2 separate regions of the Sus scrofa genome follow, and region 1 is linked to region 2. The links are chromatin contacts, called in public Hi-C maps. All regions are on one chromosome and are shown on one strand. Each heading gives the region's core, a stretch centred on a gene start, on an enhancer-like site or on the middle of the called end of the contact. The rest is flanking DNA. Distances are from core to core; before and after follow the strand shown.

What was found. A called contact is a pair of places that touch in the nucleus more often than the background predicts.
Region 1: a Hi-C map of liver shows a contact between it and region 2, with 2.0 times the contacts expected there. The contact joins two enhancer-like sites. A contact is called at or near these places in 3 of 47 Hi-C or Micro-C datasets (liver and skeletal muscle).

The regions. Positions count from the first base shown.
Region 1 is chr7:16,663,021-16,668,275 of Sscrofa11.1, forward strand. The region is part of intron 1 of LOC102160563 (a long non-coding RNA gene); the gene reads left to right. Among named protein-coding and RNA genes, the nearest start is that of SOX4, 220 kb to the right of the region's middle. Within about 2 kb of position 2,726, at least 32 of the 83 cell types and tissues checked have an H3K27ac peak or open chromatin away from gene starts, as enhancers often do. A contact at or near this core is called in liver, where this site is marked.
Region 2 is chr7:16,438,467-16,443,909 of Sscrofa11.1, forward strand. CDKAL1 (threonylcarbamoyladenosine tRNA methylthiotransferase) reads left to right here. Exons shown (of 16, transcript XM_005665616.2): 13 at 4,460-4,522. Among named protein-coding and RNA genes, the nearest start is that of SOX4, 450 kb to the right of the region's middle. Within about 2 kb of position 1,710, at least 9 of the 83 cell types and tissues checked have an H3K27ac peak or open chromatin away from gene starts, as enhancers often do. A contact at or near this core is called in liver, where this site is marked.

The DNA.
Region 1 (5,255 bases), core at 1,476-3,975, 230 kb after region 2:
TCATCACCAGGGGTCCGCGGAGGGTGACATGCTTGGACCAGTTCTTACCCTTATTCACGTTAAGGCTCCTACTTTGAGTCTATGGGGCCTGACCCTGTGGCATTCACATCGTGTCTCAATACAGTTTTCCTTGAGCCCCCAGTTTGGGCGTGGGCTTTGCTTGACATCCACAAGGTCCTTAGAAAGAGATGAAATCCACACACATGGAAGCAGCCTGTGAGTTTTCTGAGGGCAGGGAAGGGGGAGGTTGGTTGGTGGTGGCTTCTGCGGCATTTGCTCAACACAGAAAGGGAATTTGGGGTGAAACACACAAGAGAACCGGAGTCGGGTTTTTTGTGTTTTTTGTTTTTTCCTTTTTGATTTATTTGTTTGGTTTTTGAGGATGGGTGTTTTTGCTGCTACAGGGAAATCTTCCTTGGGCTCTCTTGTCAATGGCATCTTTGTTTTCATGTTATACCACTTACAGGGCTACCTTTAGGCTCTGCTCTCTGGATTCCAGTCTTGATTTCCACTGAGAGAAAAACCTCACTCAATTTCATAGTACATTAGGGGGAAGAAGGGCTATGAGGGTGTGAGTGGGGTGGGCGGGGGCCTCACCTGCAGTGCAGGCCAGTGAGGCAGGAAATGACACCCTTCATCACTGCATTCTCGTCTACACTCGGTTCCATCCCGGTGGCCAGGCACCTTCATCATCGCTGCCGAGGCTGGACGGGCTTGTTACACCTCTCCATGCTTCCAGAGGGTTCTCCCTGAGCTCTCGACAGGATGATGAATGGTGCTTTGGGTCAACCCTAAAAGACTGAGGAGACAAATATACCTCATTCGTGGGAAAACAAGCCCCAGGACATACATTATCGAAGAAAAATGAGATGGCCAGTGAGCTGTTTGTTAGGTATGTATCAGCTTTCATCTTTATTGTAGGACTTTATTTGGTTTTTATGTGCATATGCATATGTATGTATATTTTTAAATATGCTTACGTATATAGTATATACACACACTTTATTAAAAACAAGCACTAGATACTAGAAGATTATTCAGGGATTGCTTTTCTTACATCCTTTTTCTTGTTACAAAAGGTAGAGAAGACTTGGATAAAAGTAAGTCTCAACAAAAAAGAAGCAAAAAATAATCTATATTTTAAAAATCACAAAAACAGGGAGTTCCCATTGTGGCTCAGTAGAAATGAATCCGACTAGTATCCATGAGGATGTGGGTTTGATCCTTGGCCTTGCTCAGTGTGTTCAGGATCTGGCCTTGCTGTGCCTGTGGTGTAGGCTGGCAGCTGCAGCTTCGCTTTGACCCCTAGCCTGGAAACTTCCACATGTCGGGTGGGGGTGAGGCCCTAAAAAGCAAAAAAAAAAAAAAAAAAAAATGCAAAAAAAAAATCACAAAAGCAAATCACTATTAACCATTTGGAATCTATCTTCCAGTTATTTTTTTGATGCACAGAGAAACATTTCTTTGCCGGCGCCCCCCAACCCCACCCTCACCCCGGTAGGATCGACTCCAGGATTCCTAGAGATAAAAGAGATGAAATAGTGAAACAGGAAGCAGCACAAACATGTCACAAGGTAAATCCTCACAACATGTTACTTGATCTGAGCCTGCTCACTCAGTGTCGCAGAGCCGTCCTGAAGAACCAGGGAAGAGCAGGTGTGAGGCCTGGAAAGTGTGCAGCATGCTCCCTGGGGGAGGCCATCAAGGGCAGCAAGGGAGCCAGCATTAGAGCCCAGGGCCTGGGCAGCCGCTTGGGTTCTCAGACAGGCTCTTTGCATACTTTTGCTGCAGAAAGTTGAACCAAGTTCAAGAAGTTGGTGACTCGGCTAATGGCCTGGAGAATGAGGAACTGGATGGGGTGAAGTGCTCCAGAGGAATGTCTGGCACAGAGTCCTTATTTCCAGAACTTTCCAGTGCTGGCAGGTGTGAGATTGTGCAGTCACGGCGATCCTTGCCAAGGGGATTGAGCGCGAACTGCCGAGCACGGAGGGGAAAGTCCCTTGGTGGGCCGTGTGTGCTGTTAAGGGCAAGTGACAGAAGAGGGTACAATAAACACCAGTTCCAAAAACACTTTGCAGTCCTTGGGACTTGGCCAGTCACAGAGGCAGAGCGTGTTGGCCAGATCTGACGTGTGTGGGGGGGGAGAAAAAGTGATGAGACAAAGCTTGTCTTTTTATAGTGTTCTGTTTGTACCAAGTGACTCATAGCACGAGGTGAAAATATTTGAAAAGACAAGGAAGGGGAAAAAACGTGCTGGTTGATATTCATGAAACTGAAGCTTTTGAGTATCATCTTTCCCCGTCTCTACCTAAAACGTGGTAGGCATCCCAGCCTTCTTTCAAGTCCAGCTAAGTTACACATGCACGAGGTTTTGTTGTAAGCTTTGACCTGAGGTAAAAATCTGCTTCCAAATACTTTTCAGTCCCTGTCTTTAAGAGAAGAAATGGATGGATGTAGCCATGGGTGCCCCAGCTATGGAAGGGGGAAGGAGCCCTGGGTCTGCAGAGAGTCAGGGTCTGAGGACAGAGGTCAGAGGTCAAAGGATGAGCCTGTGACTGAAACATGTACAGTTTGATTTTGAGTTCTAGGGTAAAAGCCTTTTCCCACTCTGCCTCCTTTCTCACCTCTCTTCATTCTGCTCGTTCCTGGCTTGATGACCGCATTATCTCAAGTGAAGTTGTGGTGGAAATCCTGTGAAATAAGTGACCTCAGACAAAATCCCCTCCTGGTCTGGCATTCTGTGGTCAGCAGAGGCAGTCAGGGGTAGTTATTAATTAACCTTTTAGTGCTGGCTGTGTCTGTTGGCCGCAAAACACACAAAGGCCTTGGTATAAAAACAGCAGCCACAAATCACAGCTCAATAATTTCCTGGGTTTATGTGAACAAATATTCAGAAAAATGGAAGGTACTGTGTATTCAATAGCCTTAAAAAAAGAAAAATCAGTCACAAAATTGCTATGGGTAGAAAGTCAGCTCTTTAGAGGGAATTCTAGGACTGGCTCTGGTGCCATTTACGAGGGCAAGTAGCTTTCCTTTTTCCCATACATAAAATGAGGAGGCTGAATTGAAAGATTGCTAGGGTTTCTCTTCTTCTCCTTCTTCAAAAAAAACTTATATGATTTCATGATTCGTCTGCCTCAGGCAGCAGTTTGGGATTACCAGATTGAGCAATATTTGGGACATATTTATTCTAAAAAATCATGCGTTGTTTATCTGAAATTCAGATTTAGCTGGGTGTTCTGTATTGTATCTGGCAACCCTACAAGAGTGAAATTTGTGTTGGGAGGACAGCAGCTGACCCTGGCTCTGCTCCCTTGCCTGGGCAGCAAGGCGGGACCAGTAGAAGGCGCCTGTGGGAACCGGTCCCCTCCCACCCCATCCCAGGCAGCAGAACAGGAGGAGGCTGCCCCGCTCAACTTTGCTCACATCAGGGTCACGGCAAACTCAATTCTCTCCAGATCTTTGTCGGCAGAACAGCTCGAATCTGTATTTAATTTGGCCACCTTTCCAATCAGCACTAAAAACAACAACAACTCAAACAACTCCTTTTCAGTACAAGGAGACAATTTCTTATCTTTCTCTTTGGAGTTAAGTTCTAGCACATAACCAAGGAAGCAGGTCCACTCAACAGAAAATCTTGGACATTGTATGCATTGGAACAAAATTCACTTTGTGAGGATGACGTACCATGCACCTTGGTGAACAGTAAGAGTGCTCTGAATCCAGATGTAGGATATGCCTTCAAAAAAAAAAAAAAAAAAACCAAAAAAATGTGGGATGAGATTTATACGACTATAGCTTTTGAGAACTTATAAAATTTCTTTCTTACATTGTGTGAGTTTATTTTTACAAATAACCCAATGGAAGGGGTACTTTATTTGTTCCATTTTACAGGTAAGGAATTTGGCTTAGAAATGTTGCATTTCTTACTGAAATCTCCCAGAAAGTCAATGAAAGATGGGGCTTGAACTCAGGTCCTTGACCACAGTTCTTTTTCCTTGACCTCCATTTCTCCCCTCTGCTGCCCTGCTATGTGAGGACTCTTTTTCTTGAAGACTCACATATTTTGAAGGTCTCTGTGGGGTTTAGAAAGACAGGTCCAGTGCTTTTTGATGGTTTTGGCTAGTCTGTACTCAGACTCCTTTTGCTTCTTTGTTTGATCGTCTCCAGTAAACCAGGACAGAGGCTTGGAGAGCTGATAAGCATCATTGCAGCAGATGAGGAAACTGTGGCTCAGATGGTTGAAATTAGAGCAGGCAAGGCTTTGCTCACTCCCTCTCCCTCCAGGGATCAGCCGTGCCCAGCCTGGGCAGCTTGGGAAATACTCAGAAAAACTCAAATTCATAGCAGGTGATCAGCAGCTAGATCATTCCCTAGAAATGGCTTAAAGAAACTGATACCCACTCCTGTTCCTCATTTCTGTTGCTGATATGGGAACCCTTCCTGTGTGTGTTTGGTGACTAAGTAATAACTCAATCACCGCTGGTCCAGTTCACTTCTGCGGTCTCCGGAAGGATAGATTAGGCTGGGTTCCAGGCCTTGTTTATGCCAGGAAACTAGAAAATTGATTAGGATTTTCTTCTGCAAGCTCTGCCATGCTGCTCTCAAAAAGTATCAGCTAATGTTAGGGTTTGAATACTAAATAGCATTGCTTTCTTTTACATGAATAGTCTAAAATGTTTTCCTATTATATTTGAAAGTATGTGTTCCCGATTTTATATATTAACTATTAATTAGTTAACACATCTAGCTCCTGGAAATTAAATCACTCACAGGCCTCACATTGTGTGGATAGCGTTTGTACTTACTCATTTATATGTTTTAGAGATTTGCATAGTTTTGATCACTTAAAGAAGAAGAAGCAAAACTTACCAAAACCACATTGGACAAATGACTTGCAAAAATGCACACTAGCTGAGATTATGGGTGACTTGTTAATGCTTCTTTCACTCTCATAAAGTCCCTTAAATTAAATTAAAAAAAAATAATGGTAGCAGAAAGGAAACCTTCATTACCCAAACCTACATCTAAAAACTAATCTCCCCAACTGCCTCGCAGTCTCATTTCTTTCTAGCTGTTGACAAACAATGCATATTAACATAATTGAGATAATTAAGGGCAGCGCCAGGTACTGTTATCCTACAGGCTGCTGCAGCCCCAGGACTGCCAATTTCCGCTCCCTTCTAACAGCCTGAAGGCGTGGAGATTAACACCTACAAAGTGTGGTGGCTTGAATATAGATGAGGGGAGAGAGA
Region 2 (5,443 bases), core at 460-2,959:
GTAGCCTAAGCCTCCAGACTTGAACTTAACAATATTTCTCAGTTTTATTCCTTCCTCTAAGGTGGAATGGAATGTCTAGGTGGGCTGGAGTTGAGTGTTCTTCTCCCCAGGTCAGTTAGGCTCTGATGACACCCCACAGGTTAGGCTCTGACTAGCTAGTTTCTCCTGAGGGCAGACTTTCAGAACAGAGTTCCTGGGTATATTTCAAAATGGTACCTTTTCCCCCCTCCTCCTGCTCAGCCTAAGGGGATTTTTCTCTTATATTTACTATGGGAACCTCATTGAGTTCCTGGTGGTAAATTTCACAATGCTTTGGGGTGGGAGAGGGGGCCCGCAGCTATGACTATATCCCTTTGGAGTCTTTAACTCAGAGTTGTCAGCACCAAGCCCCAGCAATCTCATAGTTACAGTTCAGGTTTTCCTACCCCAGCACTTGTTCCCACAGTGATTCTCTCTGCTCTGAGAAGCCTATTCCAGACAATATATATATATATATATATATATATATATTATATATTGTATTCCCTATATTTGCTTCTTGGTCTCTCCAGTTTGGGAGGGAGGGCAGCAGTTTCACTGTGTCCTCTCCTCTCTAAGGAGAGTTGCTGTTTTTGGTCTTTTCAACTTGTTACTTATTAGGACAAAGTGGCAACTTCCAAGCTCCTTACATAGAGAAGCAGAAACCAAAAGTCAGTACATTGAAATCCACACCTGCTCTTTTGGCTTCTTACTACAAAGTATGATAGGGCTTACTGAAACATTTATATTTTATTACAATATACCTTAAGCACATCAAACTCTTGAAAGCTTATGGGTTTTATCATCTTTGAGAATCCATATGTAGATATGATATTTATAGCAGTATTATAGTTTTGCCTTATAATCACTCTATTTTACTTGAGTAAACTTTAATCTACAAGTAGAGAATGGGCACCAAAAGCATTGAATTTGTTTGAGGAACCAGAAGTTAAATAGATGGATATTGTTAAAACTCGATTGTATAACCTCACATTCAGAATACACAGGTTTCTCGTCACATGTGGAGGGTCATTCACCTGGGAGCTCAGCTTTGATAAAAATTGAAATGATTACATTGTCTGGAAACCTGAACTGTTAAAAATCCTCCCTTGAGGCCTTTCATTTCATTTCATTTTCTCTGAAAGGGAGTTTAAACACGAAATAAAAGGGATCATTGGTGTTCTCTGTCCTTGCAGAGTGAAATTCAAAAACAGTTTAGGAAATGCCTGTAGGATGGAGATCTACAGATGTCCACCTTATTAGAAATCCAGAAGTTTTACCACATTTGCATAGTGCCTTATCTTCTTCTTTTTTTTTTTTTTTTTTTTTTTTTTTTTTTTTTTGTCTTTTTGCAATTTCTTGGGCTGCTCCTGTGGCATATGGAGGTTCCCAGGCTAGGGGTCTAATTGGAGCTGTAGCCACCGGCCTACGCCAGAGCCACAGCAACGTGGGATCCGAGCCACGTCTGCAACCTACACCACAGCTCACAGCAACACCGGATCCTTAGCCCACCGAGCGAGGCCAGGGATCGAACCCTCAACCTCATGGTTCCTAGTCAGATTTGTTAACCACTGAGCCATGACAGGAACTCCCAGTGCCTTATCTTTTAAACCCAACTGCAACCCACAGAGACTGCAGGACTCAGCATGTAATTCCTTTTTAACATCCTCTCATCTCTGTGGCCTGGACCTTGGAAGTAACGACAAAGTTGACTTGAAGGCACTTCCTACAGTTCAGGGGGAGATGTTTGCTGTGCTCATTGTACTTTGGCCACCCTCGTTCCAAGTTCATCACACAACTTGTTTAACATGTTTACTTTTTAAACACTTGGAGAATTAACAGGTGGTTGCATGACTGAGATGTTTGTTTTAACAGGCTAAAAAGTGGGAGGTAATTTAGACACACTATGATGCAATAGGAAAAAACCTAATTATTCCATTTTTGGCTCAGCTTTTAGTTTCAGTTAAAACTGCTGATAGCAAGGCTAAACAAGTTTGTACCACAGTATTGTTCACATGGTCTGCGTGTAAGAAACTGGCTCACCAGCAATAATGACCATGCTTTAGTTACTCGTGCATGAAACCTTCTATGTGGCTTTGGTGCTAAAACTTAGTAAATGATCTCAGAGTTTCTGTCATCAGCAGGTATAATGTGAGTACAGAAGGCTTCGAAAGCCCTCTGTCTATTTCAGTATGCTCTAGAAACTAACTTGTAACATTCTCTGTATGGATAGAAGATGCTCAGAAGGTAAAATCCTGAACACAAGACAGCTAATTGTTATTTTGCCTGATAGGTGTCAGGATGTCAATTACAATTGATTCTTCAACTGTCTTCATAAATAGAGTAGAAGGAGCAAGGAATTTTGCTGGACAGTTGGTTGTTCATTTGGCTTAGGGATCAGGGGACTCCTGCCAGAAGTAGGCATGATCAAAGACAGAGATTCTAGATCAGAGATGGCTAACGTTGTCTGTAAAGGATCAGATACCAAATACTTTAGGATTTCTGGGCTAGGAGGTCTCTGTTGTAACCACCCAATTTCTGCAGTTGTAGTGTGAAAGCAACTAGCGGTAAAACATAAGCAAATGAATCTGGCTGTGTTTCAATAAAATTTTATTTGTAACAACAGGCAATAGGCTGCATTGGCCCAGGGGCCATCATTTGTCAGCCTCTGTTCTGGATCCTAGAAGATACCTCACTGGGCCGTATGACTTTGATCTCATAGGAAAATAGCACTGGTTTTCAGTTAACTGGATGAATAACATATAACCTTCAATGTTCAAAGCCAAGACTTTACTGTAGTTGTATATAATAAATTTGCTGTCAGAAAATAAAAGGGCTTCTTCCCTCACTGCCTTCTTTGGGAACTTAATCTGAATAGTGTTATGTTTGTTTCCAAAATCATAGAAGGCATATTTAGGTTTTAGCTATCAAAATAAAGACATAAAAACAAAACCCACATAAAAAGGCCACACAAAAAAACCTCTGAATATCCCTTATCCACCTGCCAGCTCAAGCTGGTGGCTCAACTATTTCTGAGAGAGATCAGTTCTCGGGACACCTCCGAAGTTGAATACGATATACCGCCTATTTTATCTTCTCCAGCATAATTTCCTTTATGAAAAAAGTTCCCCAGTGTTTTATATTGTCTCCTACCAAAGGAAGTGTTAATATCCGTCATTTTTCTTCTGATTGAAGTATAAGCCAAGAACTGTTAAAGCAACTAAGTGGGTGTATGGAAAGGAAAGAGAAAATTATAAGCTAATGAAAACTTTGATGGGCAGGTGACCTGTTGAGAACAGCTTCCAGGGCTCACAGAACCACAGGGCTGTTTCCAAGCAGTTAGAGATGTATCTCTGCTCTCCAGAGAAAAGGTGTGTTAAACGACATTCGAGCCAGGTGGTCAGAAGTGCAGCTCAGAGGAGGACAGAGGTGGGAGGAGGTTTGGCTGAGCTGCAGGGAGGGCTGACTTCAGTGGGCATCAGGATGTGGAAACAGGCCACATGATTTGCCAACTGGAATTACAGCTCCAAAGACAGTTCTGACAGTTCAGTTTTCCCATGGGATTTGTCCATGGGAAAACTGTAGAGTGTATACCAGTGACTCTAATACAAGGTCCTAAGTAAGACCAGATTTGACTCCTTGGCCCAGTAGTTGCCGAAGGTCATGTAGAATCTCTGCTGGGGGTCTGCTTAGGTGTCTGGCATTGGGGGGGGCGGGTAGGACAGGTGTCCTCATGAGGAGATTGGAGTTTGAAGTAGGGAAATCCTTTGCCGGGGAACACAGATGCCAAGCAAGGATTAACAACATCAGAGTGGACCCAGAAGCAAGAGGAGGGCAGAATTAAAGACAAACAGACCATGCTGATGACAGAATTTTAAGACATGGTAGTGGGCTAACTCAATGATGCGCCAAAAATACATACCAGAAATAAGTTCCATGATCAGCAAGTGGGAGAGTGTTTGACATCTGCTTTTAAAATGTCCTGTCTCCTCTCTAAATTCAGAGATGATCTAACCTTTCAGTGGAAAAGAGAAATTAAGAATTTCCAACGTGAGCTACGATCCCTTCTCTCATTCATTCTTGGTGAGAGGGCCTGTTGGTACTGCTGGGGAGAAGGGTGCAGCTTGGCAGCTTCTGTCAAGGTAATAAGCAAGCACCCTATTTGACCCTTCACCCAGACTTCCCTACTTCATCTTTTCAAAAAAATACACACTTTCCATGTGGCAGAGATGTTTGTGCAAAAATTACCCTTATATTTTAAAATTTTTTAAATCTGCAGAAAAAAAGTGCAGATTTCAGAAATTTGGGGATTTCAGAACTTTGGGTAAGGAACTGCATAAAATAGATAGATAGATACATACATACATACATATTCATGAAGATATATACCCGTGTATATTTTTGCCACTTGTCAACTCAATGTTTGTGTTTTCTTTCACAGAAAAAGCAAAGAACAAAAGATCTTTCTCGGGTCTTTCATTCCTACAATCCATATGATCATAAGGTAAGAGAAACATATTATTAATGTCAGGGGGTAATAGAAGTTCTTCTGAACATACAGCACAGTTTTCACCAATACATAGTGATCTCGAAGTACACTTACTAATTACATTTGTATTTCAATTTTAATTTTTGAACTCTATCTCTTATAAAGAAAAGAAAATTTGTATTTCTGAACAAAAATCCTTCTATTTTATTCACATTAAAATGGAGTTACATATCACTGAAATCTCAGAGACTGTGAAAACACAAATCTGGGGCTGTTTTTTGATGGGTAGTTTTTGGTTGGGTTTTTTTTTTTTTTTCCTTTGCAAACAGTGTCATTGATGAACTTGGCTTTTGAGTTGGTAAAGACAGTTGAAGTATTATCTGCCACCTCTTGGCTCTCCATTGCTCTGGATAGAAAGTTATGTTTCAAAATTAAAACCCTACCGAAAAGCAGTGCCTGGAATTACACCTGAAATATTCACTCCCAAGAGTTTTGCTCCACAGAAGACCAAGTAGTGTAATGACCCCTGCATCCGTATCCCCCTAGCCTCGTGGACCCATGGGCAGGCTTGTTTCATGTATACCCCACACTTTCCACTCCCTGCATTTGAAGAATTCTCATACATCTTGTCACTTTTATAAGTATTTCACCATATATTCGTAAAAGACAAGTTCGCTCAAAAAGAAAATAACATTTTTAAGAAAATGCTCACCACCACATCTTCGTGAGGAAATATATTACAAGCATTCTGAGACTTGTGCAAAAACTTCTATATCATGGAAGATTCCAGTAAGTCTGTTAATTCGAGGTGATTTCAAAGCAAACAAAACATTTGCACAGTTGAAATGCTAATATAAACTTAAATCTTTATCTATGAATTTACAGGGAGACATGTGGTGGGGATTTTTTAACTAGCCAAAATAAGTAGTGTGAAAG